Linked DNA regions of Gossypium arboreum: region 2 is linked to region 1. A link is a contact called in public Hi-C data. All regions are on one chromosome and are shown on one strand. The core of a region is the stretch at or near the end of the contact, and the rest is flanking DNA. Distances in the headings are between cores, read along the strand shown. Region 1 overlaps LOC108461845 (protein argonaute 16). Region 2 has its middle 24 kb from the start of LOC128296236.

Region 1 (4,196 bases), core at 1,137-3,636:
GAGGAATCAACTCTTTATTGGAAATAGAGAAACCTTCAATCCTCCCATTGCTGAAGGATACTCCTACATTGATTTTGGGAATGGATGTCTCTCATGGGTCCCCTGGTCGATCAGATGTCCCATCAATAGCTGCAGTAATTTCTGAATTTTTGAACGCATTATAATGATTCCCCTAATTTTGTGAGGATACATCCAACTGTTTAAACCTACTGTATATATCAGGTTGTTGGTTCGCTTCATTGGCCTTTGATTTCAAGGTACAGAGCATCTGTGAGAACACAATCTCCAAAGATGGAGATGATTGAAGCTTTATATAAGCCATCACCAGATGGAAAGGTTGATGATGGTATTATCAGGTAGTTTAATAAAACTATATCCAGAACTCCATGTGTGCTGATTGCTCTGTTTCCTTTAAGGGCTTTGAAATTGATTATTTAAGTATAATTTCATGGTATAATATTATAATATTGTTTTTCACATGATTTCAAAGACTTCTGTTCTTGTTCTGTCCCAAACAAGATCCAGAAGAATATTTCAGTCAGTGAAATCAACATTTTTTGCCCCATATCTGAAGTTATTTCTTATGTACTTTTATTTAATTTTGAATGCCAGAATGGGTAGTCTTACAATGCATTAAAATGCATTTTTCATTTGTTATGTTGTTTGATGTGCCACTGACACGTGCATAACTTCTATTATGATATGTTGAGTTGATACCAACAAGATTGCTTGTAACCTTGGCTCTTTTGGTGCTGTAAAATTAAAATGCTGGATATGATTTGAGATTTATTCATATGAAAATTTGAGTATGTTTTTTGTGTTGCAAGGGAACTGCTTGTTGATTTCTATAAAACGAGTGGTAATCGCAAACCAAAACAAATTATCGTCTTCAGGTATGTACACTTGTGTTTTTGGATTTCTGTATATTTTATTACATTATGGCTCTAATAGGAGTTGGTTGGAATTTAAATATTTCCCCTCACTGGTTTTCTGAGCTTGTTCAGTGGTCAGCAATTTGCTTTTTAAGATGTGAAAGAAAAAATGGAAGTAATTATTTCTGTTTTCTTGTATGAACCAATCATACTCTCTTTACGAATGGTTGGTTGAACAATTTAATTCATCACTTAAATAATTAGTTTTGACGATTTTCTTAGGGATGGAGTAAGTGAATCACAGTTTAACCAAGTATTAAACATTGAGCTGGAGCAAATCATCAAGGTACATTCCGGACTACGGTTTATCTTTTTCATCTCAATATAACCATCATCTCCCTGAGTAAGGGCTATGGGGCAGCATATTAATTGTGTTACAAGATCCTGCGAAGGGTTAGTTGAGGGCCTCATATTCTCTTGATAATAGTCAATTCTTAGATAGTTAAACATCCTTTACGCAGTCATATCAGTTTCTGGGCGAGTCTGATGTTCCCAAGTTCACAGTAGTTGTTGCTCAGAAGAATCATCATACAAAATTATTCCAAGCTAATGCCCCTGAAAATGTTCCACCAGGTTTGCTTCTGATATTTCATTTTCCTCTAGTTTATTACTTTGTTGGTTCACTCTCTCGCTTTCCTCTGCAGGGACAATAGTGGACACAAAAATAGTGCATCCGAGAAACTATGATTTCTACATGTGTGCTCATGCAGGGATGATTGTAAGTGATTTACTGTTACTATCAAAATTCTCTGTTCAATCTTGAGACATTATGTAGCAGCCGTGTTGGTTTTTGCTTCTGAATAATATATGCATACATGTGAATAAGATCCTCCGTTGCATTGTTTCAAATCTAACAGGGAACATCTAGGCCAGCTCATTATCATGTCTTGCTTGATGAGATAGGTTTCTCTCCTAATGACCTGCAGAATCTTATCCACTGTCTTTCCTATGTGTAAGTTGTGAATAAGCTCCATCTGCCATCTCTAACATCGTAGGAAGTAGCAGGCGTTTTTAATCAATTACATTTTGCCAAATGCAGATACCAAAGGAGCACGGCAGCAGTCTCAATAGGTAATTTTCCCCTTATCCTACACCCTGTTCATGTTTAGCAAGTCATTTGTATCAGTCTCATTAATATTTCATAAACCTGGGTTGTATTTCATATCCAGTGGCTCCTATTTGTTACGCTCACCTTGCGGCATATCAGATGGGCCAATTTTTGAAGCTGGATGAACATTCAGAAACATCTTCAGGAAACGTAACATCCACAGGAAGTATCCTTGTGCCAGACCTTCCGAGGCTGAAAAAGAATGTGGCAAGTACAATGTTCTTCTGTTGAGGGGATCGCCCATTTCAGTAAATACATGTTAGGCTAACTGTAGATAGTTTGGGTAGGCTAGGGGTATACAAAGCATACAACTCCAGGCTTTTGCTTTTGCTTTTGTGATTGATTATTGAGGCTGGCTGGCTTTAGCAAGCACAAGTTTTTGTTTAAACCATGACAAGGTTATGTTGAGGGGTTAGGAGCCATTGGTGTATCTTATATTTGTTTCAGACCTTACTTTAGTCAAAATCCTGTTATTGCTTAGAAGCTTCATTCTGATAGAAAAGCTTTTTTTCCGTTACTTCTACTTTTCTTTGAGCTTTTAGGATCTATATTTAAAGTGTGAATACAAGAAAATGTTTGATTTGAGCTGGGGGTGTTAGGAGTAAGTGTTAAGTTGAATAAAGTGAAATGAAATTTAAAGTCAAATTGAATAAAGTGAAATTTTTGAATTAAATTAAAAATTAAATATTTCAAATTAAAATATTATTACAGTATAATTAATTTTTGTTATCATGTAAATTTAAAATTATATATATTTAAAAAATTTACAGTAGAATAATAAAAAAAAGATATTTTAGTATGTTACTTGAATTTAAATTTTTAGAATTTTTTAAAATGTAAAATTTGAAAATTTTATAAATATTTGGAATTTTTATAATTTTTATTGAGAGATTAATTTGTTCATTTTAAAATTGATAAGAACAAAAAGTATTTACATCAATTTTTAGTTAAATTATTTTGAGTTAGAATTACAAAATTTTACTTCAATTATTTACTCGAGTTGATTTGAATAATTTAAAAGTTAATATTTTTTATTTTTTAAAATTAATTTCTTTTTTAATCAAATTAAATTTTGTTCATACCTACCAATAACTAAAGTAGAATAAAAATAGAATATGGAGAAGTCAACGTGGGTCAATTGGACTTTATCGCCAGAAACTACGACCTTGTCGTGACTTGGATGGCCGCGTCGGCATGGAATGGACACGTAGCATTAACAATCAGCTGCAGCTGAGATCACCCAGAGGTATGGTTCTGCACCTAATCAGGTTCATTAATTTCCTAACACGTGGTCCGGTAATAGCACAAAAAGCACCTGCTTTTTTATTATTTATGACGCACCTCATTATTATCACTTTCATCGCTTTTGTTTGTTTTGCTGGGAGAGGGGCGTTAGAGTTTGAATACTTTTATTATTATTACTGTCCTTTTTGAGAAAAGCTTTTATTTTCTTGTGGCGAAATTAATTGTTTTGGACTATAATACTCTATCCAACTTTGCACTACTATACTAAAAGGCTTTACAATAAAGAGAAAAAAGAAGAGAAAAATCTGACTGAAATGACCACTTTAGCCTTGGTGTTTTTTGGATTAGATTTAGAATGTTATTTAATGAATAAATAAATAGGAACTAGTATGTGTTTCCGTTTTAAGTTTGGTAGAAGCTAAACAAAGCTCTCCACACCTGGTCTTTGTGGGCCAAATAAAAATTTCCACATTTCTATTTGCTTCTACTCTTCTAACCAACTTTGATGGTCTTAGTAATTTTTTTAATTAGACGATAAGGTCCTTTTCATTGTTGGCACTTTCCTAATTCCATTAAAATTGATTTTTGTGGTCAAAATAAGAATTTAAACAATTTTTATTTTAAAAAAGTTGTTTATATGGTTTGAAAACCTACTATTCAACAAAATATGGGGGTAACCTTTGAATTTTCGAAATTGTCATTTTATTTAGATATCTTTTTTTCACCCTATAATTTTTACACAGATCTCAAACATTTAAATTTCTTAAATCATATATTATGATATCCCATTGATATGTGAGTAAATTAATTTGAGGTACAAGTCAATTCAATATTTATAATGATTGATTATGAAAAAAAATTTGGTAAAAATTATGGTAAAAATTTTGATATGATTATATGTTACAATTTCA
Region 2 (4,196 bases), core at 872-3,371, 39 kb after region 1:
TTGATAAAAAAAATGACACCATTCTCGGTGTCGCACATTTCATCGTCGCATTAAATAATAGCTTTAATTCGTCCACTCATTTTCAAATCCAGATAACCTATTCTACATGTTCGAAAAAAATCATGTAGAGAAATAGTGTTGTAATTAAATATTAACAAAAAAAAAATCAATGCTTACTTTACACAAATAGGTTGTTCCAACTTATTCCTTATGTGTGAACTTCTCTTCTTCTTATCTTCTTACTATGTTTCTTTGCTTGTAAATGGATTATGCCATTCAATGCTGAATTAAGTTGGTTTTATAGACCAGAGGTGACTCGTTGTTCGCTCAGAAAATTCCCCAAGCCTAGTGGGGAGTTGAAAATTGTAGAGAGAAAATGCTCCAAGTAGGACGCATTGTCAGTAAAAGAACTAAAAGAGCATCCAACTAGAAGCATTTTCAATACAATGTCAACTGAAAACGCTTCTAGCTGAACGCACATTCAGTGTTTCTGATGACATTGCATCCTACTTGGAACGTTTTCTCTCTATAAATTTCAATCCCAACCTTATTTTAGGAAACTCGTCATATATCTTGGGATTCTCGGGATATATTTTCTAAACCTAACTATTTGAAAATAATAGATAAGAGAATAAATAAATTACTGAAAAATCGGATCAAACTAATATTAAGAAGGCGAAAAAAATTAATAACTAATATTTCATCCCTACCGAGTGGAAAAAGTTTCAATTATTAATCCAATTCAATTTTCCAATTCGAATATACAATTGGTGTAAATACGATGCTTTTAAATTAATTCGTAAATGGATTTTGCCACTCGATGTTGAATTAAGTTGGTTTTATAGACCAGAGGTGATTTGCAATTGGTTCAGAAAATTCCCCCAAGTCTAGTAAAGAGTTGAAAATTGTAGAGAGAAAACACTCCAAGTAGGACGCATTGTCAGCAAAAATACTGAAAGAGCGTCCGACTAGAAGCATTTTCAGTATCGTATCAGCTGAAAACGATTCCAGATGGATGCTCTTTCAGTGCTTCTAATGATAGTGCATTACTTAGAGTGTTTTCTTTTTGTAAATTTCAACCCCAGCCTTATTCCAAGAAACCCATCATATATCCCACGATTCCCGGGATATATTTTTTGAACCTAACTGTTCGAAAATAATAGATTAGAGAATAAATAATTTATCAAAAAATCAGATCAAACTAATATTGAGAAGGTGAAAACAATAAATAACTAATATTTCATCCTTGCCGAGTAGATCGAGTTTCAATTATGAATCCAATTCATTTTTCCAATTAGAATATACGATTGGTGTAAATACAATATTTTAAATTTTAAAATAAATTATTATTTAACATCTTAAAATATTATTACAAAATAAATAATTAAAAATATGAAAAAACCCTAAACCTTAAACTTTATTTTAAATACCAAAAACCTTAACCCTAAAACCAATAACTTTAATTTAAAAAATCTGAGTTTGAAAAATAGGGAAAAATGTTTCCAACTAGAACCATTTCCCAAAAAATGGCATATTCTCATAATTTTTCCTAAGATCAATCTATTCATGTAATTTTTTTTGCCATTTATTTGTAAAGTAGTTAAAATTATATAGATTAATATAATAAAAATATATTTTTATCTTAAAATTTAGATTCTACTCGTAATTTTAAATATTTAAAAAAACTGTAATAAGATTCTTTTGTATATTATAGCATCTTGACACTATTCTATAATATAAAATTATGAGATAATTAAAATATTAATAATTATAAAATTATAATATCATTTCATGCTATAATATTACATTCAACCAATCAAACTCCATTTAATATAATAAATTCTATATTTTATCTCTCATTTTGAAATTTTGAGTGTTAGTTATCGTATCACGATTTTGAGTGTATTCACGTTTGTTTATCTCGTGGTCCTAAGACATTTCCTCGTCGATTAAATATCCCACGTATTCACCCTCTCGCGTTTCCTTCTTCTTTCTGTATGTTTAGGATGAGAATTTTTTTTTTTTTGGGCTACGAGGATTAGTGGGCCCACACCCAACTCTAATGCAATGGTCCAGATTGCACAATCGCTCGTTTCCATTTGACGGCGACGATTTCTGGCTTTCCTTTCATTTCGGTGATGGACTAGAAAACTGAAATAAATAAAATTAATTAATAGATATTTCGCGCGCTGCTCCGATCGATCATTAAATGAACTTTTCAAAGACAATTATACCCCTCAACTACTATTTCATAAACCCCGTGAACACGATTAAGGGGCAATTTCATCATTTCAAAGAAACACTCTGAAAAGACAAGTTGGCAAATTTTATAATTAGTCCCTGTATTTTACTCAACTCATGCAATTAGCCTTTATGCTTAATTTTAATAAAAAATTTATAATTACAATATTTGAAGAGAGGTAAAGGATAGCAGGAGTTGAGCCTATGTGATCTAGGCTCCAAGTAAATCTTGAGTAATAAATTTAATCCTTTTATTTCTAATATGTTGAATCCAATCGTTACAACAATTTTATATTAAAATCACACATCAATAACAAGTAATAACAATTTTTTAAAAAACCCAAAAAACCTTACAAATAATTTTATTAAAAGAAAAAAATAATTTTAAATTTAAAAATAGATTTGTAATAATGCAAAAAAAATCTAAATTTTGTTAAAATTTTAGAAAATAAAAAATCTAAAAATTAAGATTTTTGAAATTTATAATTTTAAACTATACAAATTAAAAAAATTAAAAATAAAATTTATATCTTTTTCAATAATTATTTTATAATTTTAGGTCTTCTATAATTTTATTTTGTTGAACATATATATATTTTAATAATTTATGAAAAAATAAATATTGTAGGATTTGTTAGAGAATCCTAAATTTTTTTTGCTAAAATACAAAAAATATTTTAATAAATCCAAAGTGTTGAAATTATAGAAAACCTAAAATTATAAAAATATTAACCTATATAAGTTCAAAAATATTAAAAACATATTATTTTATATAAATTTACAATTTTTTCCTAAAATTAAAATGTTAAAATATTATTTTTGCTTGAATTAATGATTAAATATTCCAATAATTCTCATTTTCCAAAAAACTAGATAGTTTTTCGTTGAGAAAATTTAAAATGAATGATTACTTTTCTTTTCCAAAATTGGTGAGGAATGTTGGAATATTGAAAAAAGAAGTTAATTTGTCGAAAAATTGATGGTGTTGAGGAGTAAATTTTTTATTATTTCCAAGCAATATTTTTACAGTTTTAAGGTAAAATAAAAATTTAAAATAGCCTTAACTTATATAAAGAAGTCATTTAAAGTTCTTATCAAACATCTATTTGATTCATGTTTAAATCATGTTAACCTCATCCTCACCCTTAATATTGTATAATTTTTTTAAAAATATATACACAAAACCATTTTAAATTTCACTATATCTTTTATAATTTCATAATTTTTATATAATTTTATCCAATATATAGTTTCAGAAAAAGAATCTAATTTTTTAAGATTTTTCAATTTTTTGTAATTAAAAAATATAATTTCAATTGAGGAAACCATTTTTTAACTAAAAGCTAGCTAGACATATTTGATAAAACATGAAAAGTTTCATTTTTCAAACATGAGGTTTTTATTTAGAAAACAAGAGTCGTCATTGATTTTTTTTATTAAGTGTGATTGAATATTTATAAAATATCTTTTAAAAAGAAAATTTTTAAATATATATATTTTTATTGGCTAAATTAGCATAGAAGCCATTTTTTTAATTAGGCCCTTTTTTTAATTGGAGAAATAGGTCATTTTTAAGAGAGAGAAAGGAAAAGTGCATCCAATTGGACACGCTTTCCCTTTCACTCTCCCAAGGTTAGGGTTTGTATTGTCCTTAAGATTTAGGGTTTTGGGATTTAGGTTCAAGGTTTATGGTTTTAGGTTATTTGAAAAGGTTTATGGTTTTTGACTGAAACCACGGAAGTTCATAGGTAGATTTGAAAGGTCGGAGATGTGATAATGTGCCTCAAAACACATACATTTCATATGTCATGGTAGGATAGGACCATCACCTTTGAAACCCGTCGTGGGAAAATCTGGTTTCGAGGTAATAATGCTTGATACGATTATGGGTTGAAGTCTAGGTGGAGGTCCCATTTGGCAGCCATGACGCGGTCACGGGTTCGAGTATAACTAGG

What was found. Hi-C and Micro-C count contacts between places; a contact is called where the count stands out from the background.
Region 2: a contact with region 1 is called in a Hi-C map of leaf, with 4 times the contacts expected there. The contact joins two enhancer-like sites.

The regions. Positions count from the first base shown.
Region 1 is chr7:52,017,100-52,021,295 of ASM2569848v2, forward strand. LOC108461845 (protein argonaute 16) reads left to right here. Exons shown (of 23, transcript XM_017761845.2): 15 at 1-134; 16 at 223-356; 17 at 828-893; 18 at 1,155-1,218; 19 at 1,394-1,505; 20 at 1,577-1,650; 21 at 1,790-1,884; 22 at 1,972-2,003; 23 at 2,102-2,542. The coding sequence ends at 2,271. Among protein-coding and RNA genes, the nearest start is that of LOC108461845, 7.5 kb to the left of the region's middle. Within about 2 kb of position 2,387, at least 2 of the 2 cell types and tissues checked have an H3K27ac peak or open chromatin away from gene starts, as enhancers often do. A contact at or near this core is called in leaf, where this site is marked.
Region 2 is chr7:52,056,825-52,061,020 of ASM2569848v2, forward strand. No RefSeq gene overlaps it. Among protein-coding and RNA genes, the nearest start is that of LOC128296236, 24 kb to the right of the region's middle. Within about 2 kb of position 2,122, at least 2 of the 2 cell types and tissues checked have an H3K27ac peak or open chromatin away from gene starts, as enhancers often do. A contact at or near this core is called in leaf, where this site is marked.